Regions from separate parts of the Mus musculus genome. Here all the other regions are linked to region 2. A link is a contact called in public HiChIP or PLAC-seq data. All regions are on one chromosome and are shown on one strand. The core of a region is the stretch at or near the end of the contact, and the rest is flanking DNA. Distances in the headings are between cores, read along the strand shown. Region 1 overlaps Fmnl2 (formin-like 2). Region 2 has its middle 21 kb from the start of Stam2. Region 3 overlaps Fmnl2 (formin-like 2).

Region 1 (2,700 bases), core at 121-2,620, 280 kb before region 2:
TAAGTGACTCCATAGTACGGGTACAGATTATAAGAAAAGTCAGACCTCTCTCTCTCCCATCAGAAGGACTTGTTACCTCTTCTGCCTGGGAAATTCTGCATGGGGGAAGAACAGTCCAGAGTGTTCATCAAAAAACTAGAAGAGGAAGGAAAGAAAATAGGTAGACAGTAAAAGGGCAGATGTTAACTCAATATCTTAAATCTCAGGGATTCGAAGAAATACAGCGGCCAGAGACTTGGCTCAATAGGTAAAGCCCCTGCCTCCAATGTCTAACAACCTGAGTTCAGTCCCTGGTACCCAACACAATAGAGCAAAGAACCAACTGCTTTCCACAGGCTGTCTTCTGATTTCCACATATGTCCTTTTCCCACAACACAAGTAAACTGAAATAAGGGGGAGGGCAGCTACATACTTTATGCTGTAATTTATGTATCTGATCATACACTGAGTCTGGCACATCTGTAGAGCTTCATTCTCCTCCCTGAGCATGTCCTATGCTGTTTTATATGTTGCCAATAGACAAACAGTTTCAAATTGAGTGATTATAGGTTTTGGAAAACAGAATTATTTCTGACTCTGACAGCATGTATTACTTCCTGAGTGCCTTGCAAATTCAAATGTGATTACCATATGTTGTAAATTTGAATTTAGGCAAATTCCAAATCAGACACTTGGAAGCTTAGAGAGACAGGGATAATGAGAAAAGGTTGGGGGTAGGGGGGGGACTGTAGCCAAAGATGGGCTTTCCATGCAAACACAAATAAATCAGTACTAAAGTTTAGGCTGCTCATAGCCTGATTTCAAAGCTTTGCTCCCCATGCCCCCAAAATCTTAAGGCCAAATTTCTTCACACAGAAAATTATCTTAAAAGCCCCTACTAGTATACAACTTCCAAAGTCAAGCAAATGGTAAGATGTACAAATGAGAGAGACAAGTGTTACTCCCACTGCCAGGCTCCTGTAGAGAAAACTCTAATTGTCAGCTAGACAGCTGAAATGAAAGTTGCTGAAAAACTAGGGGGACAAAAGAAAGGTCAGCATCTCCCAGAGCCCACCTTGGTCACCCACCCACACGACTGCACCTTGCCCTGCAGCAGCCCAGTTCTCAAAGTGGAGCCATCACTGCTAGGAGTCCTAAAGGTGTCTCAGCGTATCTCTTGGGGTTAATCTGTTTCCTAAGAAGTATTAAGACTTGATACATGCAAAGCCTTGGGTTTAAACTACCAGCACTTTCAAAACAAAAACACTAAGTAAAAAAATAAATAAATAAAACAATTAACTGACGCAGTGACCCTGACACACTGTGTCTCCTATGTGGTGAACAAGACTGGGTAACACGGCTGAGACCACACGGATCTGTTTATCATATTGTACACTCTATGCAATGCTGGGGCAAAAGCATTCCTGCCGAAGAACGACCTCAATCAAGTGACTCATTAAAGCTGGATGGTGAGTACACATCTGTTTGTTTACGACAAAATCAGAAGCCACATGAGAAACATCTGCTCCCCACCCATGCATCTGGACAGACTTGTGAGGGGCAAGGAAGGAGATATTTTTTCATGGACTGCCAGTTCACTGGCAAATGACTTACAAACTGTGATGATACCTTTCGGGGCCTTGAAAGTCAGCCCCTCACAAATGAATGAAGTCAGCCTGGTGCCTTGGGGAAAACAGTATCGGTCACTAATGATACATTTTCAGCTTAAAATGAAGAATTTAGGAATCCTGTGTTTGCACTAGTTTCATAGCTTTATGATAAATAAAAGTGTATCCGGATGGCAGTGGTAATTATTAACCAAAATGATTTTTCAAAAAAATTATATCTGGGAAGTGGTGGCACACACTTTTAATTCCAGCCCTCAGAGGCAGAGGCAGGTGAATCTCTGTGATTTCAAAGCCAGCCTGGTCTACAGAGTAGCAAGTTCCAAAACTATACAGAGAAACCCTGTCCCAAACAACAACAACAACATACTACAGAATGACATGTTTCAGCACTGGCAAGAGCAGAGTACCTCAGGGAGCCTGCTTTCCTAATGATCAGTTGAAAAATCATATTACAGGAGCCATGAGTAAAAACATTCAGCGGGGCAAGACACAGAATTTAGCAGAGCACACTACAGTGTGAGCACTGTTAAGACACCGTCACTCAGAGGATTCTAAGGCGCTATCAGAAGAATCTCCACAGCAATCTGAAAAGGCCACTGAAGAACTCAAATTTTCCAAATGTTCGTCATCAGCGCCAAACAAAAGTAAATATCAAAACAAGCTGAATGTGGTGTCAGGAACACCCAGCTGCCTTCTATTGCAAAGATATGAAAGAAGACTCTCAAGTATTTTTATAAGGAAATAAAAAGCTATTCTTTACAGAGAATGTTTGTTACTTTGTTAAAGAGTTACATTTCGCAAAATGTTACATGTGCTAACATTCGTGCTTATCTATGAAAAGTTTGCCACTAAGTATTACATGTTAAGGGAACTTAAACTTTGTCAGTTTTAGTTGCTAGCATGGTAAATGTTACTGGACTTGATTCATAATAAGCAATAAGAGTTTACTGACGTTCAAAACAATTAGCTAGAATAAAGGAGTCCAGAAGATCAAAATATTTGGAAGTGATTAATATGGATAATAGGCTTTAGATGCAGACAGACCCTGGTTCAAGTCTCAATGCTTCTTACCAGCATGGGGTGGAATAAAACT
Region 2 (2,922 bases), core at 140-2,639:
ATCTCTAGTGCAGATGATATAACTTTGTATGGAAGAGACCCAACATGCAAGAGTCCCTAAAGACTCCACCAGAAAATTTCCAAAGATTATTTGAGAATGTCATACATATATACAATGTATTTTGATCATATCTACCCCCATATTCCCACTCCTGATCCCAACTTCAACTTCATCACCTCCTCCCCCCGCCCCCACAGTAAAATAACTCACAGAGTCCCGAGTCTAATTAGCACTAATCATAGGCATATGGGTGTGGGCCACTTACTGGAACATGGACAATTTATCAGTGGCAGTGGTACCCCAAATGGAGGAGGTGTCTCCTTTCCTCAGCAGCCATCAGCAGCCTACAAACCACTCAGCCAGGAGTTTAGCCATTTGAGTCTCTCCCACTCGTCCAAGCTGGAATCCTCGCTGGTCTGGTGCCGGTAACCAACCGCAGCTCCTGGGTAAAACGGTCATGTCATGTCCAAAGGTTGCGTTTTACAGCACCCCTTCCAATCCTCTGGCTCTTACACGATTTCCCTTTTCCTGTGACATGCGCCGAGCCTTAGCCGCGCACATCTACGGATATGAACATACCAAGAAGGCAGTTTAACAACACGATCATTAGGCAAAACAGCAATAATCCGTTCCAGTACACTGCTCTTAAGATTTTGGTCTCAGGGGAAAAAAAAAAAATCTTTTTAATGAATTTTTAATTGAGCTTAAAAAAAATGTGATCTCAATAACTCTTTTTGTTCCCAAGAATTACTGAATCTTTACATTTGAAACTAAAGTGGAGAAATGTCAAAAATATTTACATACTGATTCATTAAAAAGTAATTAGCACATTATATGTCACCATAATAAATTTTTATAAAAAATTCAAAATTAAACAAATTTAGTACAAAAAAAAAAGTCATCTTACTTTTTTTTTTTTTTTTTTTTTGAGAAATTTCACATCTGGCTTAATGGAAAACAGCTGCATTCTGAAGACTTCATTTGCATCCAATATGTGGCAAACGTGTTATTTTGGTTCAAGCAAATGAGGGAAATCTAGCCTTTCGCAAATATGTAGTTGGAAATAAAGAAGTGCTTAAAAACCTTTACAGAAAACTAGAAATACAATTGGCAGGGTTTCAACGGTAAACAGCAGAGAGGAATCTGAAACCGTATCAGGAACTGGAGAGACGCCTGAGCCTTTGAGAGCACTCCACTGCTTGGGTGTGTGTGCGCCTTTAACTCCCGCAGGGAAACCCAGGTTAGCCTACTCTCCATGGAGAGCTCCGCAGCCAAAGAGACATAGTCAGACTCCGTCTCAAATAAGGAAAGAGAAAACATCAAAAGATCAGAGGATGCAAGTTTGGTCTCAGCACCCACGTGGCTAAGTCCAGTTCCAGGGATCAGACGCCCTCTTCTGGCGACCTCAGGTACTGTACTCCTGTGCACAAATCCACCTCACCCCACTCACACACACATAATACACATAATTAAAAATAAGATAGAGATGTGTTTCAGACCCGTATCAATGGTCTTTTCATACCGTGTCACGAAAACTCATCTGGCTTCTTTTGCTTTCTGAGAGGATCTGCTTTCAGGAACTCCAAGAATCACTGTTCTTTGGAAACCTTCTGTATTTTTCGGTTGTGAAATGTACTTGGAAATTTATTTTTATTCAGGCAGGGCAAGTGCAGCTAATCACGAGATGTTCGCCACTGAAAAGCCAATGTGCACCTGTGAACTCCACTTTCTCAGGAAGTCGAGGCAGAATTGCCGCAGCTCAGAAACTGAAGCCAACTTGGTTTTTTAAAAGGGGAAGGGGTGGAGGAGAAGAGGAAGATGGAGAGGGGAAGGGAAAGTTTATTTTTTACAGCTCGAAAGAAGAAAGGCAGTTTAGTTCAATATAAGGCTAGGTGGTCAGCCCCGGGGAATTTAGGTGGAGGGAAGGTGGCAGACAGGGCCTTGCCTGGACTTAAGACTGGCTTTTTTGCATCAGAGGTATGAATATAGGAGTGTTGTCTGCTCTCTTTAGGAACTGGACACTTCTACAAAGGACAGCCCCCGCCACCCCCCCCCCCCCTGGAGTGACAAGGCTGCAACTTATCAAAACACCATGTAATATAGAAAATGAAAACCATGATTAATAGACTCCTCAAGTTGGCTTCATTGCTTTCTCATAATATACCAGAGACATTTCTCTTTCCATTTTCATAATTGTTAATCCTTATATTTATTTTATCCCTTTGAACTTTTATTGCCCATCGAAAACTGAGCTCCAAGCTCCTCTGTATTTTGAAGACTTTCCTAATGATAATCATATATTGCTTTGCATCACTACTCAAATTGTCTCATGTGGTTATTTAACGTTTCATGGATAAGCTATGTCTCTCCGACTAGACAATGTCTTGAGATCAGCAACCTCATGGCATACTGTTCAATACTGCTGAGATCTTCCGGAGGGTCTCTCTTTATTGGGTAAACCTTCAGCCATTGCGTAGGAACACACCCCTAGCTTTCTTGCTCTGTCTAGCTGGGCCGTTCCCATCTCTCTGGATCTTTACTTACTTGGTTGCCTCTGTGGTCTTTCCCTTTGGACTAGATAGGTGTTTATCATTGCGCCTCTGGTGATGCCCTTGCCTCCACATGTATTCTGAGTTGTTCCTCAATTTTCCTTTGGGTTGTAGGAACAGTTAGATAGATACAGAGTCTGTTATTGTGGACCTTGTACAAATTTGTGTGGCATTGTGGCTCCAAAGTCTATTCTATCACAGTTTCCAATGCTTTGAAAATTCTCATTCATGGTGGTGTCATTGAAGTAACACTTTAAAGATTTGTGATTATTATTTTTTGATTGTATATATAAGTGTGTGTATGTGGGTATGTGCATGTGAGTGCAACTCCTGAAGAGGCCAAAAGAGGGAGCTATAGCCTCTGCTGCTGAAG
Region 3 (2,700 bases), core at 55-2,554, 270 kb before region 2:
TAATGTTTTTATTATACTGATTTCACAATAATTCATTCTAGTGAAAACACAGGAAGACCTTTTCTTTGGTTACATAAGCTTTCTACACAAATGATCTATTCCTCTTCACCTCAAAGCTGGAATTATTTGGGGATTGGTATCATTGCCAAAGGGTAAGCAAGCAAACTATAGTCACTACTAAGGCATAGTTACAACCAGTACTGTTGCTATTAGTGAGTTCTAATCTGATTTGCCAGATGCTGAAAAACAATGAGAAAGTGACAGGAACCCTCCCTGTCTCCTAGGGTGCCATACCACTCTCTCAAATGGGAAATCGTGACATTAGCAAATGCAGAAAAGATGAGAAGAAAATATTGCCATAGTGTGTGTAGATAGCCATGCTTTACTGTAGGAAAGGCCAAGTGTGCACCAGCTAGAGATGAGTGGCTTCAAGAGCAGTCAGGGTAGCTTAGCCCAAGGGCCCAGCAAGCCCTCAGAGCTAACCTATGCAAATAAAAGAGAATTCACACAAGTAGACCTGGACTCCCAAGGGATGAACAACACCAAAGGCCCCAAAAGAACACATAGATTTTTATTTCCAAAACAATTATACATTACAGGAGTTGGTATACGGCACCACCTCCAGAAGGGATATATATGAGCTGTGTGTGTGTGTGTGTGTGTGTGTGTGTGTGTGTGTGTGTGTGTACACGATGAGACAGAAGAGGACAATGGAGAACAAAGAGGCATACCATTAAACCCTTACCTATTTGGTCTAACTATTGGTGAAGAAGCTGGGACCATAGGACAGCGGTTCTCAACCTTCGCATCATAATCCCTTTGGGGGTTTCTATCAGATATTTACATTATGATTCGTAATAGTAGCAAATTTACAGTCATGAAGTTGCAAAGTGATAATTTTGCGGCCGAGGGGAAGGGGTCTGCAACATGAGGAAGTGTATTAAAGGGCCACGGCAGTAGGAAGGCTAGGAAGCACAGCCATAGGAGAAGCCAACCTAGCTGCACAACCATTGAGAAGAGCCCTCTGGTGATGATTAGATTTAAAAAGCTTCCTGCAAAGCAAGCCTCTGCCTCAGAACATCTTCAACCCTGCTGTCCTATTTAGATCATCCATTTCAAGGTATTCACTGGGACATCCATTTCTAATGGTCATTTTATTCCTTCCCCGATTCAGAACCCATAAATAGAAGGTGCTATTATTTTAAAACTCAAAGAAAAATAAATCCAATGATTCACTTCCAGGGTGGTAAAATCTCGTCTCTGTGATTCAGCACACAGAGTTATGATACAAACTAGAACATGATAAGAGCCATATGTGATCCTCCTCAGTTCAAAGCGAGGTGAGGCGGTTTCCAACTGTGCGGATCAAAGGGATGTCCCTGGAGAAAGAGGGATTTGGATCCAATGCTGAAGGAGAGGCAGCACAGAGCTATCCTATCCCAAGTCTCTCTGCAAGGCAGGAGACAAAAAGTGTTCCAGATGAGGAAGTCTGGGAACAAAGGCAGAGGTGCATGGAGTGTAACTTCAGGGCCTTAAAAAAAAAAAGCTGGGTTCCAAGACCTCAGTGCCAGAAAAGTCAGGGCACGAAGAATCTCAGGTCATTGGAACAGGCAAGAAAGATGCCAGAAAATAAGCTAACAGAGAGTGGGTAGTTAACAGAGCCAAGACAGAGCTCTAACAAATAGAAAACCATATGGGTAGAACTGTGTAACTCTCCTTTTTCCTTTCCCAGCATTAAAAGCTGTACGTTTCTGCATAAAACTAGAACTGAAAAAAAAAAAATCAGCATGCCAGATTCCTTCCCCAGCCATGGTTTCTTGGAGAGCTCTGAAGCATTCCTTAGCTCACTATGAAATCACTTTCCTAGCTGGGGGAGGGGTATCCAAGTATTCCATTACAGCTCTCAGACTGAAACCTCTTTGAAGAGGCTTTTCCAAACAGTTTCCATTATTTAGACTAGCAAAAGTCTCTTCTGGTTCACTCTAGTTCAACAGGGCTTTCTTCATCAAAACATCCCATGGCTCCTCTTCTAATGTGCTGGATTAATTAGGCTGGCCCAATCCTATCCATCACTCAATATCTTTCTCAACGTGAGGGTTGGTTCCCCCTGAACGCTTTAGCCTTGTGAAAGAAGAGGCTACTCTGACAACATTGGTCCATAATTTCAGGTGGGTCCGTGCACAAGCCAACCACCAGGGTGCATGGAACACAACAGCACTCCCCAGAAATGCTATTACTGCGACGGGAATCTAGGAACCAGACACAATAGTGAAAGGTCACACCGGCAGTTGAATAAGCTTTCAATTAGCCAGATTCTTTATTTTAGCTGCCAAAGATTTCATTTTAGATTGATACTTCTTAAGAAAAGACAAACAACCATATCTCTCCACCCAATGCAAGCACAGGTACATATTACATTTCAAATTCTCTTCACCTAAGCCATCAAATACCCAAGAAACATCTAGACAGCAAATCTTATTAAGTATAGCTTCTATGTAAAATTACAGAATTCCTCTCATTATTTGGTCTAAAAACTAAATGGACTTGTGCTTTGCCTATGAAGATATAGGAACGTGTTGAAAGGCGGTATATCCATCACTATAGTCTACGTGTCCATGAACATCTTATAAAATGGCTGGGGAATAATTTGGGAATGGGAAGCCAGCAGCAGAGCATCTTTAGTACAAACAAAGACTAGAG

What was found. HiChIP or PLAC-seq counts read pairs in DNA pulled down with a chosen protein or histone mark.
Region 1: a contact with region 2 is called in an H3K4me3 HiChIP or PLAC-seq map of embryonic limb bud, with 3 times the contacts expected there. The contact joins two enhancer-like sites. A contact is called at or near these places in 2 of 15 datasets of contacts at CTCF or cohesin (the NIH/3T3 cell line and large pre-B cells), 2 of 484 Hi-C or Micro-C datasets (Sertoli cells and bone marrow-derived macrophages) and 6 of 115 datasets of contacts at active chromatin or transcription factors (bone marrow-derived macrophages, craniofacial prominence, embryonic basal ganglia and 3 more).
Region 3: an H3K4me3 HiChIP or PLAC-seq map of craniofacial prominence shows a contact between it and region 2, with 6 times the contacts expected there. The contact joins two enhancer-like sites. A contact is called at or near these places in 2 of 15 datasets of contacts at CTCF or cohesin (the NIH/3T3 cell line and large pre-B cells), 7 of 484 Hi-C or Micro-C datasets (bone marrow-derived macrophages, embryonic stem cells, gonadal supporting cells and 2 more) and 9 of 115 datasets of contacts at active chromatin or transcription factors (bone marrow-derived macrophages, craniofacial prominence, embryonic basal ganglia and 6 more).

The regions. Positions count from the first base shown.
Region 1 is chr2:53,045,906-53,048,605 of GRCm38.p6, reverse strand. The region is part of intron 4 of Fmnl2 (formin-like 2); the gene reads right to left. Among named protein-coding and RNA genes, the nearest start is that of Gm52511, 38 kb to the right of the region's middle. Within about 2 kb of position 1,370, at least 2 of the 459 cell types and tissues checked have an H3K27ac peak or open chromatin away from gene starts, as enhancers often do. A contact at or near this core is called in embryonic limb bud, where this site is marked.
Region 2 is chr2:52,761,613-52,764,534 of GRCm38.p6, reverse strand. No RefSeq gene overlaps it. Among named protein-coding and RNA genes, the nearest start is that of Stam2, 21 kb to the right of the region's middle. Within about 2 kb of position 1,389, at least 78 of the 459 cell types and tissues checked have an H3K27ac peak or open chromatin away from gene starts, as enhancers often do. A contact at or near this core is called in craniofacial prominence, embryonic limb bud and fibro-adipogenic progenitors, where this site is marked.
Region 3 is chr2:53,029,340-53,032,039 of GRCm38.p6, reverse strand. The region is part of intron 2 of Fmnl2 (formin-like 2); the gene reads right to left. Among named protein-coding and RNA genes, the nearest start is that of Gm52511, 22 kb to the right of the region's middle. Within about 2 kb of position 1,304, at least 95 of the 459 cell types and tissues checked have an H3K27ac peak or open chromatin away from gene starts, as enhancers often do. A contact at or near this core is called in craniofacial prominence, embryonic limb bud and fibro-adipogenic progenitors, where this site is marked.